Linked DNA regions of Anser cygnoides: region 2 is linked to region 1. A link is a contact called in public Hi-C data. All regions are on one chromosome and are shown on one strand. Each heading gives the region's core, a stretch centred on a gene start, on an enhancer-like site or on the middle of the called end of the contact. The rest is flanking DNA. Distances are from core to core; before and after follow the strand shown.

Region 1 (7,362 bases), core at 1,870-4,369:
ACCTATTTAAAACATAGCAGCACCTCAGGATTTCCCAGTGGGTCACAGTGCTACTGAGAATGTCTCCAGAACTGTAGAATTCAACTCCCATCACCTATCCAAAACATCCCTCACTCCGGTCTATCCTCCCATACCCGGGAAATCTCTTGAAAGCAGGAAGGAAGCTGCCACCACAGTAGAGATGTGAAGATTCACAAGGATTATTCCCAGCCAGAAAACCAAACTTCTAGGAGCCCTTCCAGGTGCTTCTAGGTGCACCTCATCCTGACCTCACAGGAAGAAGCCACAGGGAGATGCAAAGCTTAATGTTTTCTAATACAACATATTAATGTAACCATTAAAATATTTGATGAATAACCTTAATATTTATTGATTAGATGTTATTTTCTACGGTAATTAATGTAGAAGGACTTTTCAAAAATGTCCTGTAATCTGACATCAAAATAACCAAGTACAAGCATTTGCTTTTCTAGTATGGGAAAATGAAAAGTTGTAATTACTTCCCCTTTACTTAGGAATACATTTTGTTAGGATTTATTAAAACCATGCAATTATTTTATAACAACGTGAATATAAGCATGTCTTCAGTTAAACAATAAAAAGAATACTCTTGAGAACCAAATACAGCAATATGCTGAAATTGTTATTTAGACAGGAAATCATTGTAATGAAAAATGCAGAACTTGTTGAAGACTGTTTTCACAAATATTTTGTTTTAAATATGCTCCCTTACAGGTCCTATAAATAACATCTGTAGACAGTATGAATTCAAAATCAGAGGGCTGGACAGGAAAGCTGATAAATTAAAAGAACAACAACAAAAAAAAAAAAGCAAAACCGAATATAAACAGTAACAAACAATGACAAACAACAGTTTTAACGTGTTATTTTACAAGAACTAGGTCTTTACCAGAAGGGACGCTTTTGTGCATAAGTATAAAATGTGTTGTAACACCTTTTCCAAACAAATCCAGATAGAAGGAATTAAAAGGATGGCTTCAATGTATAAAGGCCTGAAAAATGAAGTCTGGTCATTGTAGATATACAACTTCAGTAATGGGGCACTTGAGAATGCAATCAATAAAACTGCTAAACAATGCAATCAGAGGCAAGCTATCTGTAGTCTAATAAAGCAAGAATGGAACAATGTTTGCTGTATCCAAGACAACTTCGTATTGTATTGATGATGACATGCCAATTGGGAAATGTTCAAACACAGTATTCAAAGACATATAATCAACCTGATCAAACAACAGTAATGACAGAAATTCACTGCAGTATAGATACAGTGATCAGCCAATTAAAAATCACTCAACAGATGCATGTTAGACAATGTTAACTAAACCAACAATGCGTAATAAATCACTAATATAAAGTGATTAATTTTATATAAAAGGGAGCTGTGGATTCTTTGTATTTGCCCAAGAAGATATTCGTGCTTCACACTGTGTTTGACTTACAGAACAATGTTAGGTTTACTTTTTACCATTCAGTTCTAACTTTTTAAAAATTTAATAGTCTAGAGAATATATTCAAAAAGAGTCTTCATCAACCACTACAGGGTTTTGATATTTATTCTAGTAAAAGTTAGTCTTTAAAAAAAATCTCTTCTGAGGTGAATGTTTCTTTCTGAAAAAAGTACTGGACAGAAGCTCAGAGAACCTGAGCTTTATACGCAGCATTGGTCTGGTGGCAGAGAAACTACTACTCGTATTTACTATATTTACTACTCGTTTCCATCTCTGCCAAAGCAATCTGTACCTTCTTTAGAAATCTACTTGAGATCTAAACAAGCTATCTGAGATCTAGATAAAGCACAGAACTATTTAAGAACCAGCACAGTCTCTATCACAGGAGACCCTTCCCTTCCTCATTCTTCTAGAATGGTTACTGATAACCACACTGTGCACTAGAATTGCAAAAGTGCAGACAAATGCTGTTTTCCTTATCCATTCATAAAACAACAGCTAAAATTTACTTGACAGAACCGCTGGTGGTGAACAGGCACCAATTATCTAGAAAAAATGAAGTGTTTTTTTTTTTTTTTTTCTCCCGCATGCAGTCTGCACGGTTGACTAGCAGATAAAGCAGTGCTTCAGCACACAGTGAGAACCAGCCAGGAACTGGCATAGCTGAGAAAACAACACAGAATCCCACAGCCTGTTTGCAGAAGTTTTTCACATAACCAGGAAAAAAAAAAAAGGAAATCCTGTTTTTTGTGCTAACAGGAAAGCAGCACGATTTTGAAAATGCCAAGGTGCCAGCTACGACAGCCACAGCCGCTCTGCCCTAACATACGTGTATCTTGGAAGACTCTTGTCTGAGTTCTTAATCTAAGACCCTAATTTGAAGATAGAACATACTACTTAAGACACTTAAGAAATCACGATATGAAAGGGACAAATGCTGTGTTTTTCTTCACAAAAAGGCAAATTGCATCAGCCACATCAGCCAGGGTCAGCAGTTACACTGGATCCAAACTCCACGTCCAAACTCCACGTCACGCGAAGCGAGGCCGCGCCGGGCAGGGCAGAAGCCTTGACGGGACAACAGCACAGCACAGGACCAGCCACAGCCAGCCACAGGATCGTGCTTCCCTACTTAAATTACTATGTAGGTACCATCGTTTTTTAAGATAATAAATTCAATGTATAATTAGAAAGTGAAGTGCCCAGTGTGCGATTACAGCCCATGGACCATACTTCTTCTAGTGCCTTATCAAGAATGAAGAAGAAAATGTTTTCGTTGATTTGTCTCCAAACAGATTTTTAAGTGGTAATATCTTTCAGCTTGAAACTTCAGAAAACAATAGGTAAACCGAAGAGTTCTGCTCAGGCCGCGTCCCTTCAGAGACCCCCTCTTACTCTGTCGCCTTTCAGCTGGCCAGTGCTAACCGGGCCTCCGCGCCGAGGCCTCCCCCAGGGCTCGGCGCCCTGACGGCGGGGCTGGTGCCGCCGGCTCGGTGCCGCCGCCGGGGAGCGCCCAGCGCCCAACGGTCCCGCCGCAGGCCGCCCCTGGCCGCCGCCTCTCCCAATTGTTCTGGCGGGAGCGGGCGGCAGCGGGCGTCGTGCCATGTCGCAACTGTCGCAACAGTCCCAGCGGCAGGGCACCGCGGGGCGTGTTCAATGGCCGGTACCGAGCTGGAGGTGCCCCCGAGCTCCGCCGCAGACAGGAGCAGGCTGGGGGCGGGCGGCAGCCGGAGGCCCCGCGTGCAGCAAGGCACAGGCTTGGGAGCCCCCAGCAAATGGCGTCCTCGGGTCACGGCCGCGACACGCTGGATGCCCTGGTGGTCTGCTGGAGAGCTGCTTGCGTTCGGACCCAGCTGTTAGAGATGTGGTGAACTCTCCAAGCAGCTTTGTAGGAAACGACCTGGTGGACGCTTAAACTGACGGTGAGCCAGTGCCCTGGCTGTGTAGAAGAAGGACGGGATCCTGGGCTGTGTTGGGAGAAGTGTGACTGCAGGACGAGGGAGGTGGTCCTGCCTCTGAGCACCTGCAGTGCTGCACCAGGTCAGGGCTCCCCGCGGAACAGGAGACATGGAGCTGCTGCAGGGGGTCCGCGAAGGGCTACAGAGATGGTTATGGGACGGGGGCACCTCTCCTGAGAGCAGCTGGGGCTGATCAGCCTGGAGAAGGCTGCCCCGGGACTTACATATATATATGTCTTAAAGGAAGGTGCCAAGAAGGAGCCAGGCCCTTTTCTATGGTGCCCCGTGACAGGACAAGGGACAAACACCAGAGGCCGAGAGCTGGCAGAGGCTGCCCGGAGAGGCTGTGGAGCCTCCTCCCTCCTTGGAGATGCTCCAAAGCTGACGCGATCGTGGCCAGCCTGCCCTAGGTGGCCCGGCTTGACTGGGGGGCCGACACGGTGCCCCCACAGGTCCCTGCCCAGCTCCACCACGCCGCGGTGCTGTGACGCCGCCCCTGCGGCAGCGCAGGCAGCGCCCCACAGGCCAGCCCCGCCGCCCGGGGCGGTACGGGGCGGTGCGGAGGGGCGAGCTCCGCCCGCCGGCGGCGGGGCCTTGGCCCCGAGTGGGCGCGGGGAGGCGGGCGGAGGACATGTTGTCTCCGCGGCGAAAAGGGCGCTGCGGCCGCTCCCCGCCAGCCCCCGAGAAGAGCCAGCGAGCCCTGGCGGCCCGGGAGTCCAGCGGCGGCCACGCCATGGAGGAGAGCAGCGGTTTTCGGCTGTCGGCCGAGTGCCTGGACGAGCCGCCCAACAGCCGCGTCTTCGTGGTGCTGGGCAAGGACACCGGGGAGGCGCTGATCCGGGAGCGCTTCTCCCCGTTCGGAGACATCCAGAACATCTGGCTCTTGCGGGACAAGCGCACCAACGAGTCCCGCGGCATCGCCTTCATTAAGTTCGCCCGCAGCTCGCAGGCCTGCCGGGCCATGGAGGAGATGCACGGCCGCAGCCTGATCCCTGACACCAAGCCCATCAAGGTACCGCGCCTCCTCTTCCTCTTCTCCTCCCTGCCGGGAACGGGGCTGCAGCAGCCACCGCTTCCCTTGCCCGGCGGCCCCCAGCTTCCCTCCCTTCTCAGCATGGCGGCAGGAGGGCGGCAGGCCTCGGCCGCCGGGCCCGGGCTTGCCGGCTTCGAGGAGCGGTGGCCTCCACGTACAGAGGTGAAGCCGCCCCCTGGGGCCGCCTGGGGCGGGGGCCGGCCGGGAGCAGCGCCCCCAGCGCCCTCTGCCCCCCTCGTGGGGAAGCGGGCAGCGAGCTGCCTGCCTCAGCTTGGCTGCGAGAGCGAAGCGCCGCTGGGAGCTTAAACCAGGGAGCTTTTAATCTTAGGCACGTGTTTTATTGAAACTTTTTTTTTTTTTTAGATCACTTGCTGGTAGGTTTCAATCTCTCGAACTGTTTTCATAGTCCCCAAATAAACATAGAATCAGAGTGGCCTGGGTTGGAAGGGACCTTAAAGACCCCCTGCCATGGGCAGGGATGTTACCTACTAGATCACTTTGCCCAGGGCCTCATCCATCCTGATCTTGAACACCTCCAGGTGAACTGTAGGAATAAAGTTTAATTAATTATTTTTTTTGTTGTTGACTGCATACTAGGGCTGCCTGTTGCAGTGATGCATTTGTTGCTACCTCAGATGCCCCTTGTAACATTGGTCGTGCTGGATTGGGTTTTGATATTCCTGACTGCTTTTCATTATCTCAAGTGAGAATTTCTGGCCAGTGTTCTGCTTGAGAAACCAGTGGGGGTGTACCATACTTATAGGTCTCTTGTTGCAGGTGCGTCTATGATGAGAGATGTTCATGTTCACATTAGGAGGGCTGTGTTATGTGAAAGATAAATACAAAGATTTGTTTTAAAAACAAACATGATATGTGACTAAGCCCTTTTTTTCCATTAATTAATGTCTATGTAATTTTCTTGTTAGGTATTTATTGCACAGTCAAGAGCTTCTGGAAGCCACCGAGATGTTGAAGATGAGGAGCTTACACGTATCTTTGTTATGATACCAAAGTCCTATACAGAGGAAGATCTGAGAGAGAAGTTTAAGGTACTAATTTGCTAATTATTATTTTAAACTAGCTTTTTTTTCTTAATTTATCAGAAGGGCTTTTTCAAATATTTTTAATTAATGCACTTTTTATTTGTTCTAGATGTATGGAGACATTGAATATTGCAGCATTATTAAAAACAAGACTACTGGAGAAAGTAAAGGTTTGGGCTATGTGAGGTATTTAAAACCATCACAAGCTGCCCGAGCAATTGAAGAGTGTGATCGAAGTAAGAATCTTACTGAATTCTTTAAAGTTTCTCACGATGAGTGTGTACCATCATTTGTATACCTTTAAATTTTCAGTTTTGTTTGCAGGCAAATTATTTATGCTGTAAGCACATTTTGAGACAAAAAAATATATTGCAAGTAAAAATAGTATTACTAATGTTCACCTGATTACATCCTTGCATTCCAAACTCTTTTCACTGATATTACTTACAGAGTTTGGTAAATGAGTGCAGTGCTTTTCTTACATGAATTATCATCAGTCTGTAATGTAGCCTTCATACACAGGAGAACGTGATTTTTATGTATCCCTGAGAACTTGTTTTCCAACAAAAACATATCACTGTATTTGACATAAAACTTTATTTGATAATCCTTAGGGATTCTGTTGTGATCACATTTACTTAAGAACAAAATCAGGCTAATTGAAGTTTTTATTTTTTAAACTTAATTCAAAGATTAATCTCTTACAGAAAGTAAGACTTGGCCCCACTTCATGATCAACCGTCATTTACACCCTAGCACCAAATCTTAGCAGCAGCCTTCCAGTCCAACCTCCTGTTCAGTGTTCACTTAATCACAAATTTTAAACACCTTGGCATGTGGGTGTGTTTTTTTTGTTTGCTTGTTTTTGGTTTAAGTAATATACCTGGTATATCATAAGTAGTTCTACACGAATGTTTTATCCCTTTACAAGAATTGTCACAAATATGAGCCTGAGATCGCTTAACTGTTAAATTTTCTTTCTTAGTTAGTAATACCTAAATTACTGATAAGCAGAACCTAGATCAGTACAAAACATGAATGAGCAGTTACAGTTCTGTGGAAATTCAGCTGACTGCATCTACAACATCTCTGGGTCCTGCAAAGTATCTCAGGATGATTGAAACAGGAAGGGACCTCTGGAGGTCTTGTCTTCCCTGCTGCTTAAGCAGGGCAGCCTAGGGCAGGCTGTCTGGAACCATGTCTAGGCAGCTTTGAATATCTCCAAGGATGGAGATGGCACAGCTTTCGGGGGTAACTTGTTCCAATGCTTGGTCACCCCCAGAATAAGTAGGCTTTGTTGCACTTAACATGTGAATATGTTTTACGTGGAGTGTGTTAACTTTCATGTCATTGATTATGTCAGCATTCAAGAGTTATACATTAAAAGATAGTGCTTAAATGGGTTTTCTGAATAATATATTGCTAAATACAGTACTTGGAGAATGCAGATCTGGTTGTAGATATTTTGGGTACATTAAGGTGTTCTTTTATGTGATTGTTTCTTTTAGGCTACCGGGCCATTTTGGCTGAACCTAAAAATAAGTCATCAGAGTCTTTTGAACATGAATACTATAGTAATAACACAAGACAAGAACCAAGAGGAAATGCATTTCCATTTTGTAAGTCACAGCTTTTTATAGTAAAAATGATTTGTAGTCGCAATCACAATGTAAGAGTGCGGTTTGGTAGAAGGGAGGCTAATGGAGGTTTAGTTTGACAACTAATAGATTGAGTTAGAAAATGAGTCAGGCATTTCATTTCAGTATTTTCATGGTTTGCTTTGCTCTAGTTGCCTGATTATTTCAAGACCTGCATTGATGAAATAAACATGTTACCTTTAGTGTTTAATTCACTTAGAA
Region 2 (7,362 bases), core at 1,853-4,352, 310 kb before region 1:
GTCTGGTGGACAATCGTGTGTTTTTCCTTCAGATAAACTAGGTCAAAGACTGACATATTAGTTAGTAGAGTTAATGTACGGGACTAAATTGAAGCGGTTTACATATCTACACTCATTCGGTGACTTCAGTAGAAAAAAAGTAAACAGAGAGGGGAAATACTATCTCAAACCACTGCAACTAAGTCTTCCACAAACTGCTAGTGTTCTGGAGTAGAAAACACTTGAAATGGCACAATCTGAAGCGGAAAGGGTTAGTTTAGGTACACAGAGTATTATTAACAATTTCTGAATTAAAGCGAATACAGTAGCATAATCAGACTACTAATTCTGGTATCAATAATCAGGTTATTTGTTAAACGTATTTTCTAACTAATGACATAAATAGTATTCATGTAGCCTGTGCTGCACACGAGCACAGGAACTGCCAACCTGTTATCAGAATGTACATGAATATATTATCCTGTCTTTGTTCAGTGAAGCTCAGCAATTTAAACGAAGCGCAGAGGTGAAAACAATTGTTTCTAAATGAAGAAGGTAACAGAAGCTGCAGTTGCTTGCACAATAGTCAAGCATCTACAGTAACACCTATGTTTGAATATACTGTATTTCTAAAACCCAGAAAAAAAGAACAGAATGGTAAATGATCTTTAGTCCTGAAAATCACTTGAACATTTTAGTATAGAGCACGCAGGCCTTCTGATCAAAATTGCAGTTGTGCCCTTTTCAACATAGGAAACTTAAATATATTTAGACCAACTACATTTACAAAACTACCATCACAATACAATCATTTAATTAATAATAAGTCAATTTGTTTCTGCAATCTAAGAGGCTTATGAAAAACATACTTCGTTCACTGAATGGATTCTGTTAACATTACTATTCTGGAGAGTAGAACTCAAGATCAATTTCATAGTCACATTCATAATCTCTGTGTAACAGTAAAAACAAACAAACAAACAAAAGCAAACCTTTGGACAATTTCACCAATAATATTTCTTTACACAAAGAATCTTTTCACAATCTAAAACCATGTAAGAGCCAATCAAAAATAAATAATTAAACAAACAATTAAAAGAAGAGGATGAAGAAAAGACTGAAATTTCAGCCATGAAAGTATATGAAAGTTAAAGGCCTTTGTCACATTTTTTGAACCAGGTACAATCTACTGTTCCTATGGCTTACAAAAAAAACAGTACATTTGCAAACACTGATGGAAAAAAAAAAAAAAGGCATGTCAATCATCTGCACAGATAACCAACGCTAGGTCTGCTACATAATGTGAAACTACATATAATGATGAAACTACATCAGCCAAAATAGATAGAAGTGTATTAAATGCCACGTTTTCTCTTAAGGAATTGTGTGATCCAAGATGTGAAGCAATATTCTTCTGGGTACCAACCAACCTCAAAACACTTTACCAGCAGAAAATTGTTTGCCTGAAATCAAAAGTACAATTTTTCATCTAAGACCTCAGACTTGTTTGTGGACAATTTTCACAAGCAACTGTGACTCTGTAAAATAAGCAACTCCTTCATTTATTGGTTTGCCTTTTATGCTAGTGTAGCTAGCACAATATTATAAAATGATTACATTCTATACAGTTGATTACACACGGGGAAGGACGATCATGAACTGAAACTATAGAATTCAAATGGGATCTCCCTATGGCTGTGCAACCAAATCAGACTACAAGACTATCAGCCTCCATGACTGATACTTAAGCGGTAAACGAATAACATCAGACTAATGAAGGTATTCTTCAAATTGTGAGGCAAGTCCAGTATAAACTAACAAGAATCTTTGCAACTGACAAGTATTTTAAGACACACATTGCCAGCGCTGTTGTCTGTCTCACACTATTCAAGGGCAAGAGAACAAGGAACATAAGTGACACATACATGAATAATTTTATTTGAAATAAAAAGTTAAACTGTGCATTACACTTGGGGAGAAGAGATGAGGATGAGAAATCAATGGTTTTAGTTGTACCACAAAGATGATCTGGAGGTTGCTAAGATTTCCATGCAACGTTACGTTGTAGGAAGTCACCATCTTCTGACAGATTTAATACTTCAAAAACGTATTTCAACTGAGGTACAGTATAGTAGAAAGAACATTTCTAAACCTATTGTAAATATATCTACATATTTAAAAAATCTTTTTAGAGAAGTTAAACAGGTTTTGACGCTGTTGCATAAGTCAAAATAAAGGTGCTAACTTGAAACTCCAAGATCGTATTCTCCAATTTTTCTTTGTAGGAAATGTGGGTTAACGACACAGACACATGAATCTGCAGCTAATACTGAACTTCTAGTGATTTATAACCCTTTCAGTCTAGTGCTTCATATGGGGGCACCCACCTAAGGGCCTTTCAGTGAAACCACATCAGTTGGTGTACTCATCTGTAATGCACAAATTTAATTTTTTTTTTTAATGGGGGTAAGTGCCAAAAGCTGGGTTAGGTCATTGTTCTGAAATAGTTACTGGAACCGTGAGAGGATAGGCATAAACAAGACTGAAGAAGGTACATTTTTATGCCTTCGTTTTCCTCATGTCATTTTCCAGATAAGGAAAAAAATGCTTATGTATGTGCTTAACTCTTTACTCTGCTTTATTCTACATCAAATTGAAGAAAAACCCTTCTTTTCACCTCTTTTAGCTTGTGGTGACAAAACCCACTAAAAGATACAGGCGATGCCTCTGCTGACGAAGCTACAGAGAGGTTTGTCGAACCTCCCGGATTTGTTCTGGGACTCAATCCGAAATAATTTACGCTAACCGACGCCCGCTTCCAAAGGGTGCGAGCTGAGCAGCCTCTGCACAGCCATCTTTCCGCAGCACCCTCAAGACAAAAGCGACGCCAGGAGACAAAAAATCCTCCCCCGGCGGGCTCGGGGCCCCTCACGGCTTCCCCGAGACTCGCGCGGAGGTACGCCCGTGGCACGCCGCCCCCCTTTTTTTTCTTTTCACTGCCGTTAAGCTCCGCGAGGTGCCTCCCCCAGGGGCAGCGCTTCGACGCCCCCCCCTCACCCCACAGCCCTCACGGGCGCCTCTCTCCCGAGGCGGGGGAAGGGAGGAGGAGGGGAAGGGCGGGGGCAGGCTGGCGGCCGTCATTACGTGACGGGAAGAGGCGGTGCTCGGGCCAGTAACGGCTGCGCGGCGGCGTCTCCACCCCCTCAGCGGGCGGCGGTGAGTGCGCCAGGCCGGCTGCCGGCGTGGGACCGAGGAGAGGGCGGGCAGGCGCTCGGGCGGACGCTGGCACGGTTATATCTTTTCTTATCTCGCCTCTCCTCCCCTATCCCCACCTTCCCTCCGCGGCTGATCCTCGCTCTCTTCTTTCCCTCCCTCACGCCCGTTACGGCGGGGACGGGCCCGCTCCGCCGCGCGCGGCCCGGGGCTGGCGGCACGGCGGGGGGGGGGAGGGGAGGGGCGGCGGGAAAGAAAGGGGCGAAGGCCGCGGCGCGCGCTGCTGCCAGCTCTGCGCCCCCCGCGCCATCCCCCTCCGCCCTGGTGGCGCAGAGCCCCGAGCCCGCCTTCCCGCCACGTGACCCCCCCCTTCCCTCGGCTCCATATTGGCGCTGGCGGAGGCGGGTGCGCGCACAGAACGGAGGTAACTGCCGAGCCGCAGCCCGCGCAGCAGCAGCAGCAGCAGCGGTAGCGGTGCGCTGAGGCTGCAGCACCGCGCCTGGGCGGGAGGACGGCGGGCGGGAGGGGTGGGGGTGCTGCGCGCGCCGCGCTGCAGAGCGGGCTCGCGTAATGGCGGCCGCGCCGTGCTCCTCGCCGCCTCCCTGCGGCGTGGCGCGGGCGGGAAGGGGGGGGGGGGGGGGGGAGGCCGCGCTTCCGCTGCGAGGCCCCGCGGGCGCCGAGGCTGCGGCCGCCATTTCGTGCGGTGCTGGGGGGGGGGGGGGGGCGCTCGGTGCCGTGCCCCGGTACACGCAGCGGCGCTTGCCGTCAGCACGCGTAGGGCCCCTCTGATGGCCGGGAGCAGGGCAGGGCAGCCCTGCCGAGTTTCCCGTTTCCCTGTTTCCACGCCCCCAGCCGCACATGCGGAGGAGCCTCGGCGTTCTTTCTGTAGCACCCCGCCATGGCCCCGCTGGGAAGCACAAAGGAGCGGCCCTGCACGCAGGCCTTGCTTCAAAACTTCCCCAACGTGAACCAAGTCAAAATCAAACCCAGGCTGGGGCAATCATCCATGCCCTACCCAGAGAGAAATACTGCAATCACAGCCCCCTCTTGCTTCTTCTCCCTTTCCTCTCAAAACCTTTTTTTTTTTAAGCATTTCAAAGTAACTTGAAATGCTCAAAGCATGGTGAGTAAAAATGGTGCAGTGTTTTTTCTGGGCTTCGTGACATTGCAAGCTCAGACCTTGTAGAATTGAGAACAGAGACGTGACAGCTCACACTGCTTTCTGTTCCATTAAAAGCTGAGAAGAAACTGGATCCCTGAGCAGAACAGCTAAAAATAGCTCTGTTTTCCACGTAAGCAATTGTCTTAGTTGCTTCAGGATTGTTGAACACTGACAAAATTGAGGGAGGATGAATTCAAAGCATTTGAACGTGCTTCAGTAAAGTTTGGTAACCCATCACATCAGTTACTAAGCTAATATATATTGTTTTTTCTTCCCAGGAAATGTTCCTGTTGGTGTTGGGAATAAACTGCAAATGCACTTAGGGCTGAAAGCCTATTCTTTTGGTGCTTTAAATCTTATGTTTGGCAAGATACACTATATGCACATTAGGTCCAACTTCGTCTTTTTACAGAAAAGATCGATACATCTCCATAGTATTCTCTGAATGGACAAGTACATTTCCATCTAGGGAATGTCAGTTTCCTCTCAACCATCACCTCTTGTCTCTCTAAGAGAGAGAAGCATTATAAGTTTCTTGTAGTAATTAGGTAGTTCCTGGGAACCATTATAGCAACAAATTTGTTCTGATTACTTTCATTTAATTTCTGTCATTTTAAGTTGCAGTATACAACTGCTTCGATGCTAGTTAAACTCAATTGATAAGAACATTTTGAATATTTTAAATCAAAGCGAAAAACAACATGTTGTTGATATAAATTATAAAAATGCTAGTATTTACAGTTGTTTAAGCTTCCTGTGAAAGAAGGCTGCACAGGGCTGTGTACCAGTTTAGCTGATGGTACTCATCAGTAATGAAACAGCTCTTTTTTTTGCCCATCATATTCTTCAGATCATTGTAGAGACCATGCCGATGAGCTTTATGGTGGTCAGTATGGAGCCCCACTGGGGAAAGCAACAGGTGATGAAATAAGAGAGCATTTGCAAGCTCTTAATTACTTAAAAAGGTATCTAGGCCTAGCCCTTCCCTCCCTAATAATTCCAAAAGATTTATTTCGCCATACAGCAGCATTTTTTTTTTTTTAAAGCCCTTGACTGCTGTGTGATTTGAGGAATTGAACAGCCCGGGAGGTATTAGGATACTAAGTCCTTCAGCTAAGTCAATCTAAGTTTTATTTGAAGGATTTCAAGAGCAGGTTCATATGGCATAGAGAGGAACTGAAGATACTACAGATACTACAAATGCCTTGACATTAGTTCAGAAAACCTTTAAGATTCTTAACACCTTCAGTCACAATACTCATGATTTCACAGCTCTTTAATATTAAGGTCTTAATTTGAACGTTAATTTGAATTTAAACATGGAATTATATTATTTAACTTCGAATAAATGAGTCATTAGTAAAAACCTACCTGTCTTTCCCTATGCAATAAAACTTCAAAAACAAAAAATGAAAACCAATACACTTAATCTTGTAAATATCAATTATTTTAATGCAGTACAAATGCAATTTTACAGTACCATATTATTTAGTTGGCTACTTTGGCTACTATAATGATTTTCAAGAAACACCTGGCATAATAGTGAATTGTTTCCAAAGATAGCAATATAGCATACTAAGAGAAATCACATAACAATGGTTTTAGGAAACTTGATATTAAAAAAACAAAGTGAAAGCAAATGTGATTTTTTTGTTTGAATGCTTATATATGGATGCATTGACTGAGTTTATCTTGTGAAATGCTTTTTGTAACTTCATTAATATTCATTGATAAAAATTGGGCACATAAATAGAGTACGAAGTAGTAATGAAATATATAATTTGTAAGGAAAAGTAACACAAATGACTAGTGCTACAGATCGCTAGGGTTCAAGTGTTAAAATTTCTAGTTCTGCAAGAACAGAATCACTAAAGGGTCCTTCCACTGGTGTTAGTGGAAAATATTTTTCAGTACAGAAAACATTTCACATCCTGTAGTATTCCAGTTTGTAGGCTGCTGGATTACTGATTTCAGTAGGTTACACATAAGATAATTTTAATAAGCATTATTTGCAAAATGTTTTTTTGCAAAAATTTTGGATTTTAAATCTGGAGAAGTAGAATTTGATTTATTATTTATTATGTACAAGTTGTATTCGTGATAGTTACATAAGGCAATATTTGAAATAAGTTGCTCTGCAGATTGTAACTTCAGGTTATACCAAGTTATTCTAACACTTTCACCTGGCAGCACCTGCTCTTTCTGCAGCTACTCTTGGGCAAAATAGGCTGAGGATTTTTACCCTTTGAAATACTTACCTTTTTTATACTTTCATTGCCCCTTTCCCCTTCTGTAAAGCCACACCTGTGCATTGCAGCCAGAGAAAGGCCCTACTTCATAGGAATTGGGGTAAGTACTGACTTATCCAACCTGTTTTCTAGGTTTCCTAAATCTAAAAGAAAGGCCGAGTTAGAGTACCCTTCCAAAATGGCTGCTCTTAAGGAAGAGAGAGATGTGGAAGACTACAAGAGAAAAGGAAGACGATCCTCACAGGTGAGAGAATTGCTTTTTTAATTAAAAACAAGTAGCTTTAAGGGGAAGAGATAAATAAAAATAGTTATACTTAACTGTTTCTATCTGATGCATTAATTTAGAACTTTGTTTTCTACCTTCTTCATCCCCATAATAGCTGAATAACCTTAAAGTGCTGTATAGTAGTTACAATTTTAAGGGGTGGGATGTTAAGTATAGTGGGGAAACTTTGCTTTTATATTTTTCTGTTATAACTAAATGTGTAAATGTATGTTTGTGACTAAAGGTGTAATTATTTTTCTTTTAAAGAAATAGATGCATCCTCAGAATATTGGCAGGAACTCGATTCTTTCCTATCTTCACAATCTTTTTTTTAGTGGGAATGAAGACAGGTTCTTTTTTAATAAAAAATGGTTGCCTAATAGTCACTGCAAATGAAAGCGAGGCTGTACTAAGTAAAAATAACTGTTTTCTTTTGCTTCTAGCAGAAATACCGTAGACTGAATAAGGTGCGTAGTATAGAGAAGATGGTGGGG

Evidence for each region. Hi-C and Micro-C count contacts between places; a contact is called where the count stands out from the background.
Region 2: a contact with region 1 is called in a Hi-C map of liver, with 1.9 times the contacts expected there. The contact joins the promoter of HNRNPA3 here to the promoter of RBM45 in region 1. A contact is called at or near these places in 2 of 7 Hi-C or Micro-C datasets (granulosa cells and liver).

The regions. Positions count from the first base shown.
Region 1 is chr6:18,276,319-18,283,680 of Taihu_goose_T2T_genome, reverse strand. It overlaps RBM45 (RNA binding motif protein 45), which reads left to right and starts at 3,119. Exons shown (of 10, transcript XM_048061583.2): 1 at 3,119-4,439; 2 at 5,387-5,509; 3 at 5,613-5,739; 4 at 7,012-7,122. The coding sequence starts at 4,059. It overlaps LOC106030032 (cytochrome c, somatic-like), which reads right to left and starts at 3,004. Exons shown (of 3, transcript XM_013171595.3): 1 at 2,865-3,004.
Region 2 is chr6:18,591,211-18,598,572 of Taihu_goose_T2T_genome, reverse strand. HNRNPA3 (heterogeneous nuclear ribonucleoprotein A3) reads left to right here and starts at 3,102. Exons shown (of 15, transcript XR_010832214.1): 1 at 3,102-3,269; 2 at 6,736-6,847; 3 at 7,312-7,335.